Linked DNA regions of Rattus norvegicus: region 1 is linked to region 2. Evidence: chromatin contacts called from public Hi-C data. All regions are on one chromosome and are shown on one strand. Each heading gives the region's core, a stretch centred on a gene start, on an enhancer-like site or on the middle of the called end of the contact. The rest is flanking DNA. Distances are from core to core; before and after follow the strand shown.

Evidence for each region. A called contact is a pair of places that touch in the nucleus more often than the background predicts.
Region 1: a contact with region 2 is called in a Hi-C map of prefrontal cortex, with 5 times the contacts expected there. The contact joins the promoter of Sugct here to the promoter of Rala in region 2. A contact is called at or near these places in 3 of 12 Hi-C or Micro-C datasets (frontal cortex, mammary epithelial cells and prefrontal cortex).

Annotation. Positions count from the first base shown.
Region 1 is chr17:52,070,488-52,073,840 of GRCr8, reverse strand. It overlaps Sugct (succinylCoA:glutarate-CoA transferase), which reads right to left and starts at 1,789. Exons shown (of 14, transcript NM_001014146.1): 1 at 1,691-1,789. The coding sequence starts at 1,784. It overlaps Mplkip (M-phase specific PLK1 interacting protein), which reads left to right and starts at 2,121. Exons shown (of 2, transcript NM_001109452.1): 1 at 2,121-2,934. The coding sequence starts at 2,599.
Region 2 is chr17:51,786,186-51,789,382 of GRCr8, reverse strand. It overlaps Rala (RAS like proto-oncogene A), which reads right to left and starts at 1,675. Exons shown (of 5, transcript NM_031093.3): 1 at 1,483-1,675.

The DNA of each region.
Region 1 (3,353 bases), core at 540-3,039, 280 kb before region 2:
AGCTCAGTGGTAGAGCAGTGCAAGGCCTGGGTTCGGTCCTCAGCTCTGGGGAAAAAAAAAAAAAGACAAAATAACGAAAGAAGAAAGTCTCTAAAGAGATTAAAATGGGTCTTGTATTAAAGTTTCAGTTTGGAACAATACTTTCAAATGTGCTGGGAAGTACACTATCTTAATCTCCAGGCAAAGTTTTCTCTCCATTTCTTCTCCCAGACTTCTAGTGTATTATCTGGATAGATTGTGGGGACTAGGGCTACACTGAAGCTCATCAGTAAAGAGTCCACCCTGCATACATAAGGCCCTGGATTCAATTACATTCTAGAAGCAGAATGCAAGTAAAAAGATCATTAATATAGGGTAAACTGTGGCCCAATTCTGCATTATTTTCTGCCAGTTATAAAAAAAAGTAATAAACATAATTTTGGTGCCTATCACCCCACTTCTAAGCTCCCTTCATAAGGCAGATTATTGACGCAGTGACATATATGTGTGTGATATATGAGTGCCCAACTGCCAGATACTAAGCTAAACAAAGGAAAGAGAAAACAGATATATTGGCCAGTATAGAAAATATAAATGTTAGATAAGCTGTAGTATGAAGGCTCTAATTATATCACTGTATCCTGATGGTGACATTACCTCTCCATGATTAACTGTACAATTTATCTTCGGAAGTAAGGAATGTGGCCGAGCCTGAATTATATATTGAGAACTTGTCTCAAAAACAAACAAATAAAAAACGAAAACAAAAATAAGCTCAACAAAAAAGTTTTACGGAATTATCCAAGAATGACGCAGGGGCATGAAAAAAATTAAACCCTTCCCCCAAAAGCCCTTGTGTTTATATCTCTATTAATAAAGAATAAAGCTGAGAAGATACTCTTTATTTATATCTGAATGTACTCTTTATTTGTGACTGAAGATGTCAGAGACTGAAGGTTGAAATACAAAGGTGCTATGAATGAATGAAAACCATAAAGGCCTGGAACTGAAGAGATGGCTCAGTGGTTAAGAGTACTTAGTGCTCTTGCAAGAGGATTCAGGTTCTGTTCCCAGCACCGACAAGGTAGATCCAATCACACTGTTCTCCAGTTCCAGGAATTCTGATTACTTTTTGATCTCTAAAGGCATCAGGCACGTTAAGTGCTGCATGCACATAAATACAAGTAATACACTCATACACACAAAAAATCTAAACCAATAAAACCCCCACAGATCCATACCACACGCTGGTCTAATGTATTGAGTCCTAAAATTCCCTGAGTTGATTTCAGAATCTGAAGGGAAACTCCACAAAACTCGTAATTTGAAATTCCATCTTCTACAAGATTTCTGAGACAGGTATCTTATGCAAAAGATGACATTTTCGAATTATCCCGTTTCTCTTTTCCTTTAAATTTCTATTTCTACTTCTTAACCTCGTCAACTTCCATTTTACAAGAACAGAAACGCAGGGCTCAAGTCCAACGTTAATTAGTACAGGCATTCTTAAGTTATCAAGGTAGCAATCTGCTTTCTAAAACTCAGCATTCGGCGGGAGGTGCTATTTTCTAAATTACCAAAACTTGGGGGATTAAAGGCAGGGATGGAGAAGAGAAGTAGGGCACGAACGCGGTCGCGAGCCCTGAGACAGGCGCATCCGAGGCGCGAGCACTCTCCTCAGGGAGCCTGAGCGCTCAGTGTCAGTGGGTACCTGACTGTGGGCGGCCGGTCCACAGCCCCCTCCCGCCGGCCTGGCCTCGGCCGGATCTCCGAAAAGCCACCGCCCTGGCCAGCATCCGCAGCATCGCCCCTCAACCCAATGAGAGCGCCCCAGAGCTCCCTTCCTTGACCTTTGGCCCCTCAGCCAGTCCCGTCCCCTCCGCCCGCCCCGCCCCCTTCACCAACCCCGCCTCCTCCGCCCAGACATTCCGCCTGGTCTCCCTCCCAACAGCACACCCTCCGCTTCGGCCCAAGCCTCGGTCTCAGCCTCACTGGCACCGCCCCCTTGAACCAAATGGTTCAACCAAGTCCCTAGCCTCACATCCTTCGGCCCCGCCCTCTTTGTCTCAGGCCCCGCCCCTAACTCGTCACAACCCACCCCGCGCGTCGATGTTGGCTTCCGCCTCCGACTCGCTAAAGTCCAGGACTCTGGCCCCTGACGCTTCACGCCCTGCTTTCCGGAAGCCTCAAAGCTTAATCGCCCTCTCCCTCTGATCCACCCTTTTCGGGACCGCCTCCTCCGACTCGCCCGGCACAGCCTGATGACCGGTTTTGTCTCTTCCGCTTCCGTTTCCGTATACTGGGGGTCTCCCCGAAGGCGGTGGGTGGCATTGTTCACGCTGGGGTCGGGGACGCTGGGGTCGGGAATTTGGTTTCCCCTTTACAATCTTTCCTCCTCTCAGACACACCCACCCTTATCCGATTTGAGTGATCTATTTAATCTGCTCTCTTGCAGAAGCGTGGTGAGGTCGGAACCTTTGTGCAGCCGGAACTAAGGTGCGCTACTCCGCTGGCAGCCGGAGGACTGCATAAACAGGAATACCAGTTTTCTTCTAGCAGTTGATCACTGAGGTTCCGGTGGGGCATTGGCGAGTGAGCTCTTCAGCTTCGTTTCCTGTTATGCACCGACCGAATTTTCGACCACCAACTCCTCCGTACCCCAGCCCGGGGATAGGAGGTTGGGGTGGCGGAAACAACTTCCGGGGTACCCTGGGCGGGGGGCCGCGGCCGCCCTCCCCGCGGGACGGGTACGGGAGTCCGCACCACACTCCGCCCTGCGGGCCCCGGGCTAGGCCGTACGGGAGCAGCCACTCTCCGCGGCAAGGCGGCAGCTTCTCGGGGGCCCGCTTCGGGTCTCCGTCCCCGGGCGGCTACCCAGGCTCCTACTCCAGGTCCCCCGCGGGGTCCCAGCATCAGTTCGGCTACTCCCCAGGGCAGCAGCAGACCTACCCCCAGGTAAAGACAATAGCTAGCGTTTGCCGAACTCTTACTGTTATGGCAGACGTGATACTAAAATTCCCTTTACGTGGATTGTTTAATCCTCTGATATATGTTGGCCCAATTTTGCAGATGAGTAACCTGAGATGTAAAGAAATTATCTAAGACTACAATACGTGGCGGAGCTATATAGTTCTGTTCCACAGAAACTGCACTTAGCCAGCATACCACATTCGTGTACAAACTTCCTTAATCCTCCATTTCTTCCCCCGCCCCCAGAGGTTTTTGTTTTATTTGAGTTTGGATTTTTTGTCATTTATTTCAGTGAATATTCCTGGATTCCTAGGGGAAGACAGTGAATAATTCCCTACTGTTGTGGAGTATGGCTCCTCTAAACTGTAGTCTACGGCCATTTTCATACAGATGTCCCTTCCTTG
Region 2 (3,197 bases), core at 426-2,925:
ATAACTTCCTCTTTTTTATTAAGATTGGGTACAGTTATCAACTCCAAGCATACACTTGCTCTCTTTTGCCAGGAAATCTCTTCCTTCTAACTCTGGATATACTCTAAAAGTAAACAGAAAACAGTAAAATATGTCATCTCATCATAATCCCTAAATATTTTTAAACCTTTCCCCAGTCAGAGTTGTGAAAATGAAATTCTTCCTGAGTAGTTCCTTGATCTTTTGGAGAACAAAAAAAAAGATAAAGCAAAATTTTTACACTCCAAGAATCTCAAAGGAAGAAAACTGTGCTCTTAACAAAATTGTTTGGGGGCCGTGCTACAGATGGAAACTAGTACCCCTTCCTTGGTAGGCAACTACTGTCATTCAGCTATACCCTCAACCAAAGTCAGTTGCTTCTGACAAGTGACTATTCCATCAACTGTACACATTCACAGTCATTCATTCAGTAAAAAAATTCAGGGAGTTCTGAGCACTTTACATGATAACAGAGAGGAAGATGAAAAGGCTCCTCCTCTGAAAAAAATTAAGCTGTAGAAACATCTTAGGGGTCACAAGAGTCATTTACAAGAATATTGTATCAACAGATACAAACAGCAAAGACTAATAGGATACTCTGAGACATATTAACAAGCAGAAGTTAAAGGAATCCTTCTACACTGTAATAAACATTACCCAATTTTGGGAACGTAATTAAAGTTGTAATTTATTTACAGGAAATAATTTACAGAAATAAAGGTTCTCCCAGCACACATACCCAAACTGTTTGTAAATTGGGTGCTTTCTGGCTTGACAGGTAGGGCGTGGCACCAGAGTTCTCACAGTAGCTCAAAGACACTTGGATGAGCTCTCACGAGTCTGGACATTCTGGTTTCCAAGCAAAGGCCAGTTAATTCTTTAATTCCTCCTAAGTCCCTCAACAACACAACCACCTCAGCGCCACCACGTCCGCCCACTCAAACACACATATGCCCAGCTAAAGCACACAAATCGTATCTTCTACTCCTTGCCATCTTTCAAGGAACCAAACGCGGAAGATACCCTCGTCATACAAAATACCTATATTCCCTTCCTCTTCTAGAGGCTAAACCTATACAAGAAGAGCCTATGAGCTTTCAGCTGGACGCGAAGCGTCTAAAGACTTTAGTCTGAAAAAGCCATTCCTTTAACTGGCACCAAAGACTGGCAGAGAAGCTCGAAAAGCAGCTGCTCTGTACCGGCAAGGAGTGGATTGAAAGCGAGGGAGGTGGAGTGCGGCGCAGGGACTGCGGCGGCGGCCCCAGGTTGTGGGCACCGCCCGGGTACAGCCCTGGGCGCCACCGGAGCGATGCAGGTGACCTTCCGGAGACGCCGCCCGCTGTCGGGGCGCAGTCGGGTCCCAGTACAGGCGGCAGGCGGGACGTGCAATCTCGGCGGCCACAGGCCTGGCCGGTCGGACACACCCCCGCCGCGGCCCGGCCTCCCCGGCCGGCAAGCGCTCACCTGCACCGCGAGCCGCTCGCCCCGCGGGCTCTTGAGCCTCGGCTGTGCCGATCGGACCGCGCTCGGAGTCCCGCGCGGGGCGCGGCAGGAGGAATCGTGAGGGCGGCGGCGGCCTGGGCGGCGGCGGAGGGGGAGGACTCCGGCGCTCCGCTCTAGGGAGACCCACCCTCCTCCGGGCCGCTCTGCAGCAGCCGCCGCAGATCACTTCCGGGGCGCGAGGGAACGGGGCGGGGCGCCAATCGGCACTTCCTGTCCTCGGGGCCGAATACTCTGGCGGCCGCGAACAAAGGCTCTCCGGGCGTGGGGGAGGCGCAGTGGTATAACCTCCAGGCGGACCCACGACGAGCTACCGGGTTCTCAAGGCGCAATCACCTCCTACGGCCGGGCCGGGGTTCCCGTGTCTGGGTCATGGACATGGAGAGGCTCCTGGAGAAAGAAGGGGAGGGGGAGGCCGCCATCTTGCTTCTGGGGGCTGCTAGGTTCTCTGGCAAGCGTTTTCCAGCGTGTAGCCTGCAACGTGGCTTGTCGCAGTTCAAGTCCTGGGAGGTGGATTGGTCGCCTGTCCTGGTTGGAGGGTCTCGGCAGCTGGCTGAGTGGAGAACTAGCCTCTGCATATGGGCTTCAGGTTCCTTTTGAAGGAGTATTCCCTTTCGGCACTAGATAAGGCGACAGCTTCCGTGGCACACTAATTTAATGTCTTAAATTAGTAGTTGTTTTCTTTAAATCTGCCTACAAGTTTGAGATAGTTTGCCCAGCATCTGATAGCTGCCACACATTCTTCCCTGGACTTTAAAATTCTCTTCCTTTGGCCCCGAATTAAGAACCAAGGGCTTTGTTGGCATGACTACTTAAAAGAATGAATGTCCACTCAGTCAAGTTTGCAATCAAGAAACCAAATACTTGCATTTGAAAGTATGAATGGAGGGAAGACTTGATGACTTTACTAACTGTAGTTAGAGTTTTAATTAAGATCTTTTTCCAGTATGAAAAGAAGTTGGTAAATCGGATCCAAATAAAGGAAGTTACCTCAGAGCAGGGATCAGTTGTTCATAGGGAAGACTGAGTACTATTTATCTGTCTTAAAAGTTCTACCAGGGCTGATGAGAAAGATGAGGCTGCAGAAGGAGGCAAGAGTCAGATCATGGCTGACGTTTCTGTTGTCTATTAAATTTTGGAAGTAGAATGGCTAAGTTGTTTGTAAGTGGAGGATGGATTAATGGGGGTGTTAGGCAGTATAGCAAGCTGAGAGTAGATAGTCAACTATTGCAGAAGAGGAAGGAGAAAGATCTTTGTAACAGTGCCGGTAACCATCTTAAAGAGATGATTTTCCAAATGATGAAGCCACATAAGCTTCATAAGCCAAATAAGAATTGTTTGCTGGGCAACTAGAGGTTAGGAGAATTGGAAGTGAATGTTTTGCTTTTGCAGGGTAAAAGTGTATACTCTGTGTGTGTGTGGTGTTGATACTTCAGACTCTCCTATCTCCGTCTCCTAAGTGCTGGTAATAGAGACCTGCACCATCATATCTGTTTATGCTGGAGTTAGAACCCTGGGTTTCATGCCTAGTCAGCACCCACTCTGCTCCTAGAGCTGTATCTCCATTGCATGATGGTGTACTTTACTGAAGAGGTAAAGGAGAATGGACATAATTTATGGGAGAAGGGTTTCTTCTTTTTTTCTGAAGTGAGTGGTGTTATCTAGTGGTAATTGCTGTG